Linked DNA regions of Rattus norvegicus: region 1 is linked to region 2. Evidence: chromatin contacts called from public Hi-C data. All regions are on one chromosome and are shown on one strand. Each heading gives the region's core, a stretch centred on a gene start, on an enhancer-like site or on the middle of the called end of the contact. The rest is flanking DNA. Distances are from core to core; before and after follow the strand shown. Region 1 holds the start of Phyh (phytanoyl-CoA 2-hydroxylase). Region 2 holds the start of Optn (optineurin).

Region 1 (4,386 bases), core at 392-2,891, 140 kb after region 2:
CTAGAACTCTACTTAGTAATATATTCCCTATGGTTCTTGGCCAGCACGGCTAATACCCAATACCAGCTGCTAGCTACATCTGGCCATTTAAATTGAAAATGGATTCAAGTTAAAAGGGTACACTTTTAATCCCAGCACTTGAAAGGCAGAGGTGGTAGATCTCTGAGTCCCAAGCCAACCCAGTCTATATAGCAAATTCCAGCCAGTCAGAGATGCATGCATGGTAAGATTGTCTCACAAATCAAGGAACCAACGAACCCAACAGAGTAGCAAGAGACTGAACAAATTTCAGTCCAAATGTATCTAGTGCCAGTGTGTCCAAAGTTCTCAAAATGTAGCAAGCATCCAGTTGCCAAGAGGAAATACAGTGTGATTTCCCACCTCTACATGATCTGCAGGTCTAACCACTGCTTTAGTTCAATGCACTGAATCAGGCTATTTCTCCCATCAGTTTCTCAGTGTAAAATGAAGTTACATTATTGACTTGTAGATAAGAGTTTAAGTTTGAGGTGGGCCTGGTCATGGCTGCTTATAAACCAAAAGCCCCGCAGGCAGAATGAGAGGGAAGATCAAAGAAAGAGCTGCTTTGATCGGCCTCAGAAATGCCGGGCACCGATGATCCAAAACCGTTAGCAATTTCCTGGGCCAGGAGCCTGGACTGAGCAGCCAATGGTTCGATATTTCCTCCTACCCCCTGAGAACGTGTGTGTGTGTGTGTGTGTGTGTGTGTGTGTGTGTGTGTGTGTGCATGTGCAAAACTGCTTGCAAGCTTTGGTTTAGTGGTTTGTTTTGCTTTTGAAACAGTCTGTCACTTTGGGCTAGGCTGTCTGGCCATTAAGATCCTCAAGTCTGTACCTCCCAGTGGAATCACACGCATTTATCACCAGGCCCTCGCTTCTGAAGGAACTAGGTAGGCCAAGGGAACCAAGTCCCTTCCAGAAGCCAGTTAAGTCCTCGGGAGACCTGGGACACCTAGACCCAGGAGGAGGAAGCATACACAGCTACTGGGAAAGTGACAGCTCGAGGGCTGGTGGAGAGGGCCTGCAAAGTGCAGGGCAGAGTCCTGAGCCCCGGCCTTCTCTTTTTGACGACTGGCGCCTCCTCCTGACCACGGAGGATCCCTGCCTCTGCCGGCCTTGGTCAGAGGCAAGCAGCTCTGAACTTGAGTTTACAGAGCAAAATGTCCTTGGCATTTCTGGGTGCAGGGCAGAAAAATGCCAAGGCAGCTGAAAAAATGGCAGTTCACCTTGTGATGGCGTCGTCCCCTCTTTCTTTACGCCTCCCGCTTTGCACCCAGCAAGAAACCACGGTGGTAAACAGGCTCAAAATGGGGGGATGCACGCTAGTCACCTAAGTCTAGAGAGTCACATCCGTCGCCCTGGACAAGGGCTCTGGGGATGTAGGGGTCACCGATCGTGGGGACCTCCACCTGGGCCCCCCGGGGAATGGAGACCGGATAGAGACGGAGGCGCAAAGGCTCTCTTGTGCCCTTGGAGCCACCACCAGGGTGGAGATGCTCCTTCCAGCCTGTGAGCCCACCCACAGCCCAAAGGATACAATCTGAAGGGCCGAGGGTCGGCCAAGGTGTCCCAGAAGGACCTGCAGCCGGGCACCAGCGCGCGTATAGTCCATGGTGGGGGCCAGCAGACGCAGCTGCTGCGCCTGGGCTTCACTTAACTCATCGAAAGCCCCGCCTCCTGGTAGAGGGTGGAGTATGGTCCAAGGGCAGGACACAGCGCCACCCCCAACCTCTCACGCCGGACTGGGGGTTGGGGAGCTGGGGGAAGGGAGACGCGGGAGGCTGCCTAGGAGTCCATGCTGCGGATCGCGGTGTCTTTGTTCTAATCTGCCAAGGATCCTCCCTGCAGCACCGAAACGTAGCAACTGGAGCACGTCTCCCAGCAACCCGAGGCAGTTGGGGATCCGAGCCACACTTTTAACTTGGTAGTTTTAACCTGTGGACAACTAATCTGTGTGACTCTTTCTCCCACTACGAACAAATAAAAATTAAAAATCATCTGTGCTATTCAGAAAGAGACATTTGATTTAGCGTGAATCTATCCTAAAATATTAGAAAGTTTGGCCGTTAGTTTTTAAGACGTATGATTCACACAATCTAGTATAATTTATGTTACGAGAGAGAGAGAGAGAGAGAGAGAGAGAGAGAGAGAGAGAGAGAGAGAGAGTGTTTGCGTTCTTGTTTGTGAAGATTAGAGAAACAATCTTCGGGGAAATTGAGTCTCATCCACTACCTGCGTTTTGGGGATCGAACTCGGATGGTCAGGTTTGTTCGGCAAGATGTGTTAACCTCTGTGTATCTCACCAGCCAGAATAATATGTAAATTTCTTACATAGTTAAAAACTGTTTTCCTGGTATCTTTGAAATTCAGCCACTGCCCATAACCTTAATCTCTTTGTCTCTGGTCTCTTTATCTTAGAGAGTTATTTCTAGATTGCTTTGCCATAAACATGTTAGCTAATTTGGTGAGAGTGCCGTAGTCCAGGAGAGACAAGCTAGTAGCCAGGCTGCCCAGATTCATTCATTAGCCTGCCCTTTGGGCTTTGACCTTTGGGACAAGACTCCTGTTAGCTGAAGCTCCCAGGGCCCGCAGACTCCTTTGCTAACTCCTAACCTCCAGCCTGAGTAACCTGGTGGGAGGAGGCTCTGTCTGCGAGAGACAAGCTTACGTGGCCCGCAGTTTAAAAGCAGAACTGACTGCATCTTTTTTTCCACTTGGGAAATAGGTGTCCTCTTACTGCCCTCACCTGGTGCACAGTGGGAACTGCAGGGAGAAGGAAGAAAACAAAACTAAAGTCGTCTGAATTCGGGTCACCTCTAGCAGAAGTGAAAGCTCTGAGGATTGGCTGGTTTCTCTGACTAGCAGAGAAAATTACCGGTTTGGGGGTCTGTCTTAGGGTTTCCATTGCTGCAATGAAACCATGACCAGAAGATCAAGTTGGAGAGGAAAGGGTTTATTCGGCTTACATTTTTACCGCACTGTTCGTTCTTCGTTAAGGGAAGTCAGGACAAGAACTCAAAACAGGGCAGGATCCTGGAGGCAGGAGCTGATGCACAGGACATGACAGGTGCTGCTTCCTGGTTTGCTCCCCATGGCTTGCTCAGCCTGCTTTCTTCTAGAACCTACGGCCACCAGCCCAGGGGTAGCACCACCCACCATGGGCTGGGCCTTCCCCATCCATCACTAGTTAAGAAAATGCCTTCCATCTGGATTTTTTTTTTCTTTTTCTTTTTCTTTTTCTTTTCTTTTCTTTTTTTTGGAGCTGGGGACCGAACCCAGGCCATCTGGATCTTCTGAAGGCATTTTCTCCATTGAGATTCCCTCCTGTCAGCTGACTTTAATCTGCGTTAAACTGACATAAGACTGGCCAGCACAGGGCAAAAGATCATGCCATATGAGACAGAATTTCTCCTGCCTCTGTGTGTGTAATGTTTCCTTTTTTCTTTCTTTCTTTCTTTCTTTTTTTTTTTTTTTTTTTTTCGGAGCTGGGGACTGAACCCAGGGCTTTGCGCTTACTAGACAAGCGCTCTACCATTGAGCTAAATCCCCAACCCGTGTGTAATGTTTCCTAACCTGTAGTTACAGGGCTTAGAACCCAGAACCCCATGAGGTGCAAGAAACCTAGCGGTAAGCTGTCTCATCTAAACCAACCCATTTGTTTTGTTTTGCTCGGACTACTGAGATTTCCATGTTGCCCAATCTGGCCCAGGACTTCTGGAAGTGATCCTCCGACCTCATCCTCCAGAGAAGATGGGACAGTAGGAGGTGTGGATGTTTGTGAGGAACCACGTGGGTGCCAGGTACTGTGGTCTGGTCCTCCACAAGGGTAACATATCTTCTTAGCCACTGAGCCCTCCCCTTAACCCCGCTTTGCTAATTTGAAAACAGCTCTTATACCTGTTTTCTAACCAAGAAGTGATAAAGACAACTTTTAAAAAGTCAACTTCTAAAATGGTCTCAGAATAGTTTTCCCCAACTGCCGAAGTTAATGTGAATGACTTTTCCAATAACTCTATTTAAGCAGCTAACCACAGTAGAAACAAACAAGCAAAAAACCCACCCCAGATTAAATTCAAGAGTTATGCACACCTAAGAGAATTCAGTTCGCAATCTCTGGGGACACAGTTCAGGGGGTGAAGAGCTGCTGGTGTGCATGGAGTCCTGCATGCAGAAACTTGCTGTCCTGGAGCACACAGTAACCTTGGCACATGGTGAGGGTGGGGGATAGAAGCAGAAGGATCAGCAGTTCACTGTCATCCTTAGCTAAAGTGAATTAGAGGGCTGCCTGGGCTGCCTAAGACCCTCCCTGAAAAGGAGATGGGGGAGAAAGAGACTCTCACTATACAAATGAGAAATCGTCTGCAAT
Region 2 (4,121 bases), core at 1,590-4,089:
GTGTCAAATGTTTTTAATCCCAGAACTGAGGAGAGGAGTGTGATGGAGGCAGGCAGAGCTCTGTGAGTTTCAGGCTAGCCTGATCTACATAGCAAGTTTCAAGCCGACCAAGGTTGTACAATGAGACCTTGTGGAAGGAGAAACTATAGGAGGGGGTGGGGAGAAGAAAGGAGGTGAGGATAAAAAAGGGCCAAAGCAGAAGCAGCAGCCACCACCACCACAGCTCCAGAAGCCCCAACAGGTTGGGCTGGGAATATGCTATGTAAGCACCTGGAAGGCTGAGACAGGAGGATTGCTGCAAGTTCCAGGTCAGCAAACTTCATGGTGAGTTCCAAGCCATCCTAAACTATGAAGTGGGACATTGGGGAAAAGAAGTATATGTAATTGTAGTTGTATGTAATTATAGTTACATTTATATGTATATAATTATATACGTAAATATAGATATGGTTCATCACTTTCAGTTTGGGTTCTGCAAGATAAGTCCTTATAATCACTTGCAGATTCAGGAGAAGATGACTTCTGATCCAGGGTGTGGCACTGTGGTCATCTTGGATAACTGCCCAAGAATGATGCACAGAAAGATAAACATTGTGGAGATCACGTAGCTAAGGACTGTGTGTGTGTGTGTGTGTGTGTGTGTGTGTGTGTGTGTGTGTGTGTGTGTGTGTGTGATTGTAGAGTATGTTCCAGGAAGAGCAAATTGTCAGAACATTTTCTACCTGAGACTGCCTCTCCTGCCCTCCCTCTCAAGGCTCTGTAAGCCAGTGTGTGGCCTCTTCCCTGCATTCTCACAGCTTCCCCGATTGTCATAGTACTTCACTTTACCATGGCTTAAAATAGTTAAGCGAGAAAGTTATAACAACTCAGTTTAACTGTGAGGGCAGGAGGGGGGAAGAGAAGAGGGGAAGAGAGGAGAGGAGAGGGGAGGGAAAGGGAAGAAAGGGAAGAGGAGAAGGACTTGTAATCAGACTGGCCTTGAACTCACTCTAGTGGTGGTGGTAGTAGTAGTAGTAGTAGTAGTAGTAGTAGTAGTAGTAGTAGTAATAGTAGTAGTAGTCAAAGACAAGTTGAATTTCTGATCCTCCTGAGGCTAACATTCTATCAATACAGGATTCTAGTAAGTGCTATTATGTGGTTCTTAAGATGCTGGGAATCAAATCCAGAGTTTCATAAACACTGGGCAAGCATTGTACCAACTATGTCATCCACCCAAGAGTTTCTAGATATCTAAACACTTGGGGAAAGGAGGCCTCTAGGAAGGAGGGAGGAGGACACACCCCAACTCCACAGCGACAGAATCTTCTGTCTTGGGAGCACTTCCAGACCTTGCCTTACATAACTCCCCATCTAGCTGTTTATACGTATTTGTTAAAATATGCTTTTATAATAAGCTGGTGAACAAAAGCATTTCCTTGAGTTCTGTGAGCTGTGTGGCAAATGAGTAAAACCCATCGTACAGCAGGGGAGTGGGTCAGACACTCTGGGAAAAACAACCTGGGGCTTCCTGTTGGTCCAGGAAGGCTCAAACAGATCTGCAGGGTGGCCTTCTTACCTGTGGGACCTGCCACCACAGGTAAGAACTCAGTAGAATGAAAGAACATTTGGCCCATATCCCCTGCAAATACAACTGGTTGGTGGCGAAGAGACATGACAAGGGTTCACAGGAGTCTTCTGTGTTGGTTGTGGAGAATATCGTAAAAATGACAGGTCCCTGTCTCATCCCACCCCCATGACACAACTTTCAGACCTTCTCTGCCCAGTTTTAGGGTTAACACTTGAGGCCAGGTCATGGAATGGACAGCAGGTGATCCGGTCTATGTAATTAGATGGGCTGGGCTGGGCTGTCTCCTGCTGTGTTGGTGAGGATTCCGACCTTTCCCTCCAACCTGTGTGCAGGTGCACAGGCAATCGAAACCACGTGTTCTTTATTTCTCCTATAGCTCTTTCCTCAGTCATCAAAATTCTTCCCTGGTTATGCCATCGCTTTGACCTTGAGCACAAAACCTGATCTCATGCTGTCTTCTGAGCCGCCTAGGAGCTGGCCCCAGTTTCTTCCTTCTTACCTTTCACCAGGGTCCGGTTGTCAAGGCAACGCTTTGCCGGGAGCTCATCCTTCCGATCAAATGCCATCTGCGTCCTGCGATGCCACCTTGCTGATGCCCAGGGGTTGGGAATGCAAACCAGAACGGTTCTTTATTATTTTCTAGCTTTGCCTTCTAGGGTCTCGGCAGAGGCATCTTCCGGTCTAGTATAGCACCATGACAGTTAAGACTGCTTCCTGAGAGATCCGAATCCAGCCATCAGTCTCACCTGCCCGGGTGATCTGATGCAGCCATATGTTAATGGATCTGGGGGAACAAGAGCTCAAGCACATTTTGCAGGCTTGTTTTTCTTTTCTTTTCCTCTTTGGTTTTTAATTAAAGCTTCCAAAAGAGGACAGAGGATCAGTGGGAGGGCATGCCTAGCTCTAAGATTTAACACACACTCAGGTGGGAGTGGGAACAGAAGCAGAGAGGCAGAAAGATCATGATGGCCTTGCTCTGAAGATGCCTGAGACCCTTCTGAAGGGCTCAGAGAACCCATGTAATTCTGATCTTTCTCTTTCAGAGAAGCCCGACTCGGCCCATTTAGTCTGATAAATAGTTTATTGTAGTTAACTCCTCCTCTCTGACACTTGGGCTTCATCCCAACTCCCTTGCGCCAGATCTCCATCCCTAACGAAACGCGGAGAAGAACCGCGGGGCTCAGGAAAAGCTGCCGAGGGGCGGGGCGTTGGGCGTGGTTTTCAGGGGCGTGTCCGGGTGGGCGTGGTCTGGGAAATTCCCCGGCTAGGGCGGGAGCGGGCGCTGCGGTCAGCTGAGCGGCGCCTGGCGGGTCGCGAGGCCGCGCGTCACCGTCCAGCTGCCCGGTCGCCGCCCCCTGGCCGGTCCCTGGCGGGCGTCGGCATCCAGAGCTTTGGGACAAGATGCCAACGAAGCAGTGACCTGAGAGGAGCGGATCTCTGTGGCCGGTGAGGAGCCGGGCCGGGGGTGGCGGGGATGGCTGAGCGCAGCTCTCCCCAGCGGACTCTCCCCAGCGACGTTCTCGCTGTCGCCGGCTCTGGGAGCCTGCCGCGGGAAGGGTGACGAAGCTGGGCGGCCCTCCTGTAGGACGGCTGTCCGGGGAAGGCTTCCGAGAGCCAAGTAGACCCTGACCTGGTGTAACAGGGCGGCGGGGGTGGGGGTGGGGAGTGTCTGCCACCCCCATAGGACACCCCTCTTTCACCAGGATAGTATAACACAGGCTTGACTGGCCGCAGGTGACTTCCATTTGAAGTCACTGAGGTGGTTTGAAGGTGATGTCCCAGGTTGAGAGTGATTAAGCAAGCAGTCGGTTCATTTTAAGGAGGAAGTGGTTAAGGTGCTGTCGCAAGGAATGAAGGTACTCTGAATGAGGTCGCCCAGGAACAGTGAACAATTAGACCCCTTGCCAAAGTGACAGGCTTACAGAAGAGTACATAAACTGTCGTGTCTGTCTGGGAAACTGTGCTATATCCATGCATGTGTATACACTCATGAGAGGGGGCGTGGGTCAGAGAGACAGACAGACAGAGAGAGACAGAGAGAGACAGAGACAGAAACGGAGGGGGGAGCAGATGTGAGATAATGAGAATGAATTTAATAAAGCTGAGAAGTTTAAAGGAATAGTTTTTAACCACAGGCAATGTGTAAATTGGTGGCAGTAAACAGGCCTCGGAGGAAAACTGAAACCCAGCCCCTGATCTGGCCTGCACTGTCAGGACTCTTGTGTGGGAATGTATACCTGAAGTATTTAAGGTTGAAATGGAAAATCTTGTGGAGAACCTCAAGAAGATGACATAAGGCGGTATTGGGTCACTTGGGTAAATCCAAAGCTGCCCTTTTACCCAAAGCAGCCACTTTGCTCTTTGACCTAGGGAGAGAAGTTAGGAGCCAGGTGCCCTAGGGCTGATAATGGGGGAGAACTGGACTGAGCAGAGGCCACTGCCAGAGGCGGCTTGGATTTGATTGGGCCAGGGAAGGTTCATTGTGGATTGTGTGCGTAGTTAATCTGTATACGCTGAGCCGGTTTGAGCAGTACTTTATGTAGTGTGCAACATC

Evidence for each region. A called contact is a pair of places that touch in the nucleus more often than the background predicts.
Region 1: a Hi-C map of liver shows a contact between it and region 2, with 3 times the contacts expected there. The contact joins the promoter of Phyh here to the promoter of Optn in region 2. A contact is called at or near these places in 5 of 12 Hi-C or Micro-C datasets (the A7r5 cell line, frontal cortex, kidney and 2 more).

Annotation. Positions count from the first base shown.
Region 1 is chr17:78,254,004-78,258,389 of GRCr8, forward strand. It overlaps Phyh (phytanoyl-CoA 2-hydroxylase), which reads right to left and starts at 1,642. Exons shown (of 9, transcript NM_053674.2): 1 at 1,558-1,642. The coding sequence starts at 1,632. LOC120097916 (a long non-coding RNA gene) reads left to right here and starts at 2,627. Exons shown (of 3, transcript XR_005495811.2): 1 at 2,627-3,820.
Region 2 is chr17:78,116,030-78,120,150 of GRCr8, forward strand. Optn (optineurin) reads left to right here and starts at 2,840. Exons shown (of 14, transcript NM_145081.4): 1 at 2,840-3,013.